2 separate regions of the Mus musculus genome follow, and region 2 is linked to region 1. Evidence: chromatin contacts called from public Hi-C data. All regions are on one chromosome and are shown on one strand. Each heading gives the region's core, a stretch centred on a gene start, on an enhancer-like site or on the middle of the called end of the contact. The rest is flanking DNA. Distances are from core to core; before and after follow the strand shown.

What was found. Hi-C and Micro-C count contacts between places; a contact is called where the count stands out from the background.
Region 2: a contact with region 1 is called in a Hi-C map of cortical neurons, with 2.0 times the contacts expected there. The contact joins two enhancer-like sites. A contact is called at or near these places in 2 of 484 Hi-C or Micro-C datasets (both in cortical neurons).

What each region holds. Positions count from the first base shown.
Region 1 is chr2:12,774,655-12,779,667 of GRCm38.p6, forward strand. No RefSeq gene overlaps it. Among named protein-coding and RNA genes, the nearest start is that of Pter, 150 kb to the right of the region's middle. Within about 2 kb of position 2,982, at least 17 of the 459 cell types and tissues checked have an H3K27ac peak or open chromatin away from gene starts, as enhancers often do. A contact at or near this core is called in cortical neurons, where this site is marked.
Region 2 is chr2:13,124,974-13,129,986 of GRCm38.p6, forward strand. The region is part of intron 8 of Rsu1 (Ras suppressor protein 1); the gene reads right to left. Among named protein-coding and RNA genes, the nearest start is that of C1ql3, 120 kb to the left of the region's middle. Within about 2 kb of position 2,443, at least 1 of the 459 cell types and tissues checked has an H3K27ac peak or open chromatin away from gene starts, as enhancers often do. A contact at or near this core is called in cortical neurons, where this site is marked.

The DNA of each region.
Region 1 (5,013 bases), core at 1,732-4,231:
AATAAATATGGATGTCTCTTATCCATACCAATTTTGATGCCCCTGATTATATATCCAGAAGTAGGATTTTTGAGTATTATAGTAATAGTACTTTTGGGTTATTATTTTTTTTAAAGAGAGGCCTCTGTACTATTTAACTGTTTTATGTGGTTGGGTACTTATGTTGGATTCATAAGTATTTGTGTAAGTAACAACATGACAAATTCTTTTAAACAAATCTTGTAGCTCTTATGTTATTGCTGATTTAGAGTTGACTTACAGAAATGGGACAGTCAATTCAAAGTTGTAAGCAAATGGACGAGGCTTGCTACTTATTGTTAATGACATTGCTTTCTAAACTTATATTACAAATGCCTAAAATTTCTCCCAAAGAGCACAAAGGACCAGCTTTATATCTATCTTTATAAATACCTAAAAAATTTTGTCTTTTTTTCAAGTTTTGCGAAAATGGTGGGCAAAATGTCTGACCTAAGTGCTTAAATTTGCATTTCCTTAATAACAGATTTCATGTTATAGGTTCATTCTCTTGTGGTCTGTATATTCATGCCTCATTACTATTTCACTATTGGGTATTTCTGTTAGATTCTTTATTTGAAAAGAAATTTGGAAAACATGCATGATGGAAAATTAATGATATTCTAAGTTATGAGTGGCTTTTTTTTCCGGTTTTGTTGAGATGAGCTCTCAGGTAGAGAGAATTGGTCTTGAACTAGCTATGTAGCTGACCCTGGCCCTGAACTCCTGGTTCTTCGCACTGCTCAAGTTCTGGGAGTGCTTTATTGATATAGAATCTGTGGTTCCCTTAGAAAAACAGGGCAAATTTATATTGACTGAAGCTTTCCCACATACCAGATAAATAAGTGTGTGCTGACTTCCTTCTGTTCACACTCAACCAACAGGCTGTATGTCGATGGATGAAGCCTGTAATACTGGGAGCTCCGTGAAAAGCAATACAATCCCCACTGGTTTTTCTCCATGATTGTTAGCAAGCAAAATAGGCTGCTATGGCACTCGCTGCCTGGACCTCTGTGGTTTATTTCTTCCACCTGGTTCTTTGGAGAGTTTTATCGCACACAAATGGCATTCTCTGAGCCATCACCATGGAAACCCAAGGATTCCTATACTACTTCTGTAGAATGTAGCCTATCTAAACTAGAGGATGGAATTCACATCTCATAGTTCCTGTCTCACAGTAACTTTGACCATCATGTCAGTGGGAATGGGTATTTGAAGTCCTTTCTTGTATAGGGGAAAATTTCACCTGCCTGTTAAGAAGTCCTCCATGTTCTTATTTGATTGTTTGGGGTTTTACATTGTTGGCACTGCAGACTGAATGCACAGCTTTGGAAATTCCTGGCAAACACTTTCCTACTGAGATATATTACCAATTCGTTCATGTACACACACACACACACACACACACACACACACACACACACACACACACACAGTTTTTATTGTTAATTATGTATCTGCATGTATGTGTGTAGGTACCTGCAGAGGCAAGGAGATAGCACTGGATATCCCTGGAGTTGGAGATAAAGGTGTTCATGATCTTCCTTAAATGAGGCTTAAAACAAAACCTGGGCTCTCTGCAGAGTACTTGCACTCTCCCTGACTGAGTCATTTATCTAGCCCATATATTTTATGTTTTATTAAGTCTCTCAGGCTAGCCTCGAACTTGCAACCCTCATTCCTTTGCTTTTCAAGTAGTGGAGACTGCAGTACTATGTCTAGTGACCTCTAAAGACATTCAGTGTGCACTCAAATTTGAGAATTATGGAGCAGGGTGGGGGAGAGGGTATAGGGGGCTTTGGGGGTAGCATTTGAAATGTAAATGAAGACAATATCTAATTTAAAAATTCAAAAACATGAGAATTATGGAGTGAGACCTCATAATTCAGAGACCTCAGCTTCTAATCTGTGTTCTTACTCTAATTCAGCAACCAGAGGAAAGTTACCCACTCAAAGTTGTTTACTCTCTGTACCTCAACTTCCCTGTTTACAATGTATTAGAGGCCAAAGAATCTTCAAAAGTGATTTAAGGCTCAATCCAAATTATTTTGTAATAGGTTTCAAGTTATTTTTGATTTTGTCATTAAAAATAAACTGTGGGCCATAGGAGAGCCTCGACCTCCAACAAACAGCATGTTCTTCAATAGAAGCAATCAATGGAACTAGGAATAATTGAAAACAAATGCATGAATTCTGGAGACAATCCAGAGATGGCTGACTGCATTTGAAGCCTGCAATATGTCTATGGGCAAAGACTTGAGATTCCTCCTTCTTCTGCGTCTGTCATCTGTCTGTCTGTCTTGCCCTGTTTCAAGATGAAAAAGACTGGCTTCTGCCTGCATGTGGTTCACCCAGCTCCTTTTCTTCATCTGGCTCATTTGATCTTAATTACCGGGCTGCTTCTTGCCTCACAGCCGCTTGTTTAAGGAACATATGGCAGGAGGTGCTGATCACAGGCAGCAGACAATGTGTTACTAAAAGGAGAAGAAATTTTCCTTTACATAAGAAGCCATATGTGGTCCAAATTTATCCATACTGTATTACTGCTCTGTGTATTTAAAAAAAAAAAACTTCTCTGGTATTTCACAGGTATTGGTTTCAAACTCTTGTATATTTGATAAAGACCTGCTAAACATTGGCTGGGATTTTTTTTTTTTTTTAGTTTGTCTTATAATACTCTTGGATCCTTTGTTCACATCAGCAACAGTGGGATACAACATCTACTGCCTCCTCTTGATTCACCCCCTTAGAGTACCCTCAGATCTTTGGTCTCAGTGGGTGTTGTCAAGGTGCTCTTTCCTTGAAAGCAGTCTAACTGCCAAAGTCCCCACACTTCTGCTGCACAAGGTGGGAGAACAGACTATTCCTTCCCCAGGTCCTGACTCTTTGTCCCTCTCAATGAGACAGGGAGTCTCTGGAGCTTTACTCTTCAACACCTCAGAAAACACCTGCATAGCATCAAAGCTATGGATCATGGCCGACTGCCAGCCATCTGGCTGTGGCCCTCTACAAATCTCCTTCAATGCACTTCCCCTTTAAAGTCTTGTCTCGAAATCCTCTTTCACTCTCACCCAGCTTCATTTGCTTTCCACCACCTCTGGCCATTGGGCCTTTCAGAGAAAGCATTAGACACAAGGACTGCTGAGTTTCCTTCTGGCTTACAGCAGCTCTGCCTTGCCATCATCCTCAGAGCTGAGTATTTCCTACTGTGGCACCTACAAGATCTAATTGCTTGGCATGCTGCTTCTGACATCACGGTCTGTTGCCATGGAAAGTGCCTCCAATTCAGTAGGATGACTTATCTGCCAGAAGGAGAGGATGCTTAAGAGGAAGACATTTGTTTAAGCATAAATATCTTTGATATTTAGCAAAGAGGCAAGAGACACTGTAGAGGACAACAGAGGAAGCAAGAATTCCAATTTTCATGCTTCTTGGCTCTCAGGGCTCCTCTTAGGTACAAGCCAGGTGTTCAACTTTCTTTAGGTCTTCACATCATGTAAGAACGTCAAGGTGATTGTTACTTTAGCTCTGGGGTTCACTGGGAATAGTGTCAGTGCTTGGAAGTGCTCAGAGTTCAAAAAGCAGAGCATCATTTAAAATATTACATCAACTTCTTGATGTTTCTATCAAATAATTCTCTGGGTAGAAAGATGAGCAGTCGTCATTCTAAATAGAATTGCTCATCTCAGAGAAGTGATATCAATGAAGGTGGTTTACAGATAATTCAAGCTAGTTTTCCCCTTGTATATTTCTGATAAGACCAGCATCCCCATATTTGCTCCTTCAAATTCCTCTAATAATGTCTACTGTTGAATTGATGGGGTTTCCATGAACAGCCTTGCCAAAACTCCAAATCCATTCTCATTACCTAGATGCAACAATGCCATGGCAGTTGACAACATTGTATCTGGAAAATTGTTAAGAGTTATGGTTTTCTCCATTTGGTAGCTTGTAATTTGGTACTTAGAATTCTAGGCAAGACAGCAAATTTGAATAAATGTGTCTACATATCCTAGACACAACTTTTCTCAAATCATCTTAAAATGGAATGTTTAAAAAGAAGACAAAACTATCTCATATGCTTGGTCCTGGACACTCTAGATCTGCAAAGAAAGTTCGAGAAACTTATGCAAATAGAGCAGTATGGGGGCCTGGGGCCATCTGGTCACAGATTGCTTATGTGCAAAGTTAGAAGCCCTTAAGTTGGTCAGACAGAAGAAACTAAGCAAAGAATTTCTGATCTTTCTCTTGGTGTGTTAGGGTTTCTACTGCTTTGAAGAAACACCATTACTAAAAGCTACCTGGGGAGGAAAGAGTATATTTGCCCTATATATCCAGATTCATGGTATACCAGGAAAGCCAAGGCAAGACCTCAAACTGGGCAGGAATCTGGAGGCAGGAGATGATGCAGGAGCCATGAATGAATGCTTCTTACTGCCTTGCTCTTTGTGTCTTGCTTTATTAAAAGCCCAGGATCACCAGCGCAGGAGTGTCCCCATCCACAATGAGCTAGGTCTTCTCACATCAGTCACGAATTACAGAAATGCTCTCCAAGCTTGCCTATATCCCAATCTTCATTTTCTCATCTGGGCTTCCTTCTGTAGTTTATATGAAGTTGACATAAACTAGCTAGCACACTTAGTCTTATCAGACCTGAGAAACAGGTACCAGGCACCAGAGTGTATGTTCCTTTTAGGGACTGGAAGTAATGAACACTTGATTCTCATTGGCAATATAATATCTCCTACTAGAAGCTTAGAGGCCTGAAAGAGTTGAGCAGAATGGACAAGCACTGTCAGTTACTATGTTTAATGTAGAAAAAAATGCATTGCATGAGAGAGAACTGCTGGTTGAGACCTTATGGTGGTCTTACTCACTTTCCTACAAGTTACTGTTGGAAGCATTTGGAACATGTTAGCATCACAAGATCCAGGCCTCTCTGGTACACTTGGTGAACTATGTCTGGAGTATTTGAACAATAGCCTCTGTATCTGAAAG
Region 2 (5,013 bases), core at 1,193-3,692, 350 kb after region 1:
TGCCAGACAAAGGGATGATTCACATTCTGGGAGGGACAGAGTGACATTTCAGCATACTACTCAGAACAGCATGCAATTTCAAACTAATGAGTTCTTTCTGGAATCTTCTATTTAATATTTTTGGACCACAGTTGGCTCATGCTGCTTGTACTATGAGAAAATTAAAGCTTACAATAAGGAGGTTTACTGAGTCTCTTTTAGTGTTTTAAATGGTATATTACCATAGAGAGAGTAGTCCACTCTTCCAGTTGCAACAAATTTTATCTTTTTAATGGTATCTTTAGATGAAGATACACACACACACACACACACATACACACACACACACACACACACACACATATGTTAGTGAATTTGTCAGTGTTTTCTTTTAAGATTTCTATTTTGTTGTTTATTGCCTTCTGTTTGTTTGTTATACACAGGGTAAAAAATATTTCTTCAGTGTGTGAGAAAAAGGCTATTCCTGGGGCTATCAGTGAAACTCAATGGTAGGTCACCTGCTGGCATGCCCAAGGTAGTACTGGGCTTGACACCTTGCAATGCCAACAAGACAAAATAAATATGTTCTCTTTAGGGTTCTCTGTAAGTTCTAATTTTCCTTCTTTTAAGCTTTTTCTTCAGGATTTAAATATTCCAATAATTAATATATAGAGAACACTTCTATGTGTAGTATCTGATTTCGCTTTGCCATTCCACACATGCTATCTTGCAATTGCATCATTCGTTGGCCCAACCTCTCCCAGGCATCTTGAATTCTTATTCTGGCCTGGAGGAAGTGGCCACATATGCATGTGACACCTGTGTGGGCTTTCTACCATTTGCTACTGGCCCTTTATGTTGGCCAACTTTATACACGGCACTACCACACCTGTTGGTTAGCATAGCTTTAAAATAGGCTTTGGTGTCTACATGATAAGACAACCCATGTTTCCTCTTCTGATTCCTCCTAAAGGTCATGTTTATTTTTAATTCTTCACTATTAAACAAACAAACAAACAAACAGCCCAATGAAACAAAAACCAAACACCAAAACAAAATTGTGGAATGTGTTTGCCAGGTTCTAGGTTTCTCGCTGGCTTGTTCTGGTGTCTTTTGATCTGTCTTCCGACCTACAGTTTCAACATGATAGGTCTCAATATGTATTTAACTGTGGCACTTAGTATGTGATATACATCCTCTGAGGGTTCCAATGGTTAAAATTCTTGAACATCTTCAAGTCTTTACGCCTTAACCAAATGCCCTCTGTTACTGGGGAATCTATCTTCAAGAGACACACACGTCTGTGTGCTTTATGGGCAGAGGCCATGACCACTGTGATTCTACAATAACTTTCAAAAGATGCTTGAAGAATAATGATGGTTGGTTGCTCCTTTGAGCAGAGTGTCGAATCCACTCACTGTCTGGTGGTAAGGATAATATCTGCCCCCAGAATTAGTGCACATTTGTATAGTAGAGCCACTTCATTTTTTTTATTAAAAGACAAATTTTCATACAATATATCTGAATCATGATTTCTTCTCTCTCAACTTGTTCTAAATTCTTCTCACCTCCTTACCCACCCCCATTCCCTTTCTCAATTTAGAAAACAAGTAGGAAAAAAAAAACAAACAAAAAAGCCCAAATGAGCCAGAATTAAACAGAGAAAGAGAGATAGAGAGGAAAGAAAATAACACACACACACACACACACACACACACACACACACACACACACACCAAAATTGGAAACCATAATACATAAGTCAAAGGCCAATAAGAATTTTGAAAATTATCAAAATAAGGCAATATATGACAAACATGTCTAAAAGATATCATTGAGTTCATTGTGCATTGGCCTGGGGCTTACTCGTAGGAGTGGGTAGTATACCCAGTGAGGCTCTGTTGGAGAAAGCTCACATTTCCTCTGTGAGTAAGATCAATTAGAGACAGCAACTTGGTTAGAGATGGGAATTCCCATTTACCTCCACCTTTTAGCATTAGGACCCCATCTGCCCTCAACCTGTACAGGCCCAGTATTTTCTATGACCACTCTGTGTAATTCCTGAGACATGGGAGCAGGGGGACCCATCTTGAACCTCATGTGGCTTGTTGGTCCTCTATGTCTGATTTCAGAAGTACAATGTCTTAGACCATTAACGCTAAAACTGAGGCAGGTACACTTATTAGCATAAGAGTAAAGTCTCAGGTCACTCATAGTTCCTGATAACACCTCTGTTCAACACTGTAGTGTTCTGGGATGTCAAATAGGCATGTGTGAGCCCTTGGCATTCTATTATCCCCATGCCTTAGCTGCTCTTTACCAGTTTTCTCTTTCCTTCCTGTTGCATAATTTTTTTCATGATCTTCCAGACCAATCTCTTAAACCAATACTAAATATAGGAGTTTTAAATCACCACGTATAACAGTGAATAGGCACCATCAACTTGACTGAATTTGGAATCACCATGACAACACAACTCTGAGCAACTGTGTGAGGCTGTTTCCAAGAAGGTTTAACCGGGGGCAACTCATTCTGCACACAAGCTGGATGGAGCTTGGGACTGAATTGAAAAGGTGGCGTGAGGTAGGTGACAGGATCCTTCTGTGTGTTGCTGACTGTGGATGCAATGTGACCAGGTGGTTTATGTAGTCAGGACTTCTCCACAGCTGGCCACACAAACTGTGAGCCAGGATGCCTGGCTCCTTGCTGAGCTGCTCTTCTCACAGCAAGGATGAAGGCAACTGTGATACCATTACTATAATTTCCAAGTCTGTAACTCGATCCAGCAAATTTTAAAAATCTGGTCATTTGGATGGTCTCATTTTTGCTTGGTTTTATGAAACTATACTTTTCATGTGTTCTCTCTATCCAGGATCCAGCATCTCAAAGGCATACTACACAGGAATTCTAAGTTTGTTGTCTACTGTGGGCCCCGGACCTTGTACATTTTGGCTTTCAGTATTTCCTCTTGGTAGCATCACATGAACTGGATCTGTTGGGATCCTGAAGGTGCTGCGCTCTGAAATTGTTCCTCCAGAGAGCATTTCTGGTCATCACTACCAGCTATCAGAGGCTTCCACCAACAGGGAACCATGCTACATGTGCATTTGAGGCAGAATGCTCCTGGGGGAAAGTTACTCTCCCCATTCATTGCCAGATACATTCACACTTGCAAAGAGAAAGGATGAACATAATAATTCATGTGTTTTTTTTCTAATACAACCACAAAACACTCATTTGGTCATGTGTCCACTATTTTGGTCATATGCTCACTGGCTCTCACAGGTCCTACATTAAGAACACGTCCACTTTGCATGCCTTGATCTGTGATTTGTTGCAAGACTGGCCCTTCAGCTGGACCCTGGGCCTTGCCCTCTGCTCCCTACACAACTAACCCTCCAGTGCCAGGCTTCTCAGCTGAGTTGTTTCTGGAGCAGGCCTGAGATTGCCCCAACCTCTGGTTTTCCATGCCCTACAAAGTCTTAGGGCTCCTTGAGGAGCTCCTTTGCTCTCTTGTGAGTTCAGTGCCATATTTATAAAATCCTATTCTCTGACTTGTAGCTAGCTATCCAAGTAGTAAATAGGCTTTTAGAGACTCAGAGTCCCATAAATTACCATTTCTATGATTGCTTTTTCTTTCAGACACCCACAAAATGGTGTCTTTCCTTTTCAGTAGGAGCCTCTTCCAGGTGGCTAAAAGTATCTGTCCAGGGAAGACTTTATACAATGTAACTTTTCTGGAAATCAATGTAACTTTTCTGGAAATCATATAGTTTATGCCAAAATTCATTCTGTTTTGCCTCAGATACTGATCAGATATGGAAGCTCAGACATCACTTTACCCCTGGGCTCACAGTATCTATGGCTACCATGCCTCCCTGAGAAAACTGGTGAATTTCCAAGTGAATTTCTGATGGGCTCAAGCAACCTGTAAATATCGTAATCATGGTAAAATTTAATCCTAGATTTATAAGTGCATTTTTGGTGGCTTGCAACCCATTTGTAGACACGTTGGGATGTAGGGAGGGCGAAGAAGCCTTAAAAGAGAACATGGCCGAAGCTCCATTTCTGCTTAAAGCAAAGAAGCTTTCAGACTTCAATCAGTTAGATTCTCTCTGATCGTTCATATGCTGATTCATACAGACTTGTTTTTAATTAAAGAGAAAATTGGGCTTCATTTTTGTCCTGCCATCTTAAAAATTAAAAGATAACATCATCAAAGAATCAAGCTCAAGATGACATTAAATACTCTGTGAAGTTGAGGATGAGATTAAATTTGACTCAAATCCACAACTGACGGAGCGAGAATTAGTCAGTAGTAATAATACTTGGAGGGGGGCAACCCTCCACAATCCTTCAGTAAGAAATAACTTCTCGACGTCTGAAAGGATGGGAGCATGTTTTCTTGGTATAAAAACAGAAAGGAGACAGAAATAATGTTTAGAGAAGCCCATTCATGCCTCAGACCGTTGCTCTGCTTCACGGTGCCTAACTCCCGGAAATAGCTTCCAACCAGATCTGTATGTGCCATGGCAGCCTGGCAGACAGAGTTAGCTGTGCAGTGATAAATTTATTCAGGACAGTCCATTCAAAGCCTTCCGTTTCTAAACAAGGGTGCTGCACGTTTGCGCACGCCAGGGGGGAGGGGTCATTCGTCGTGCTGAGGATTGTTCTGCCCACCTCCCTCGTCTCCTGCCCTCAGAGTGAAGAGAGAAGTCTTTATTCTGAAAAGATGAAGGGACTGAACATAAAGATGGATGACTACTTAAGGTTATAATTTGCTTATTTGAGTATCTACTTTCTTCAATTGAAGGAGCTGCATCAAATCTCTTTGAACATTTTCTCCTAATGCTCTTGATAATGGGTCAAAAATATTCTTCAATTAAGCCTCAAAACCACTCTGTGGAACAAGCCCGGGACTATTATCTCCCCATTGTGTGGTACAGGAGACTCTCTCTGTAGGCTGGGAGGATGTACCGACAGCCAGAAAGGTCACGGGGAGAGCTATTCACTGTGCAGAACAACAACCTGTGT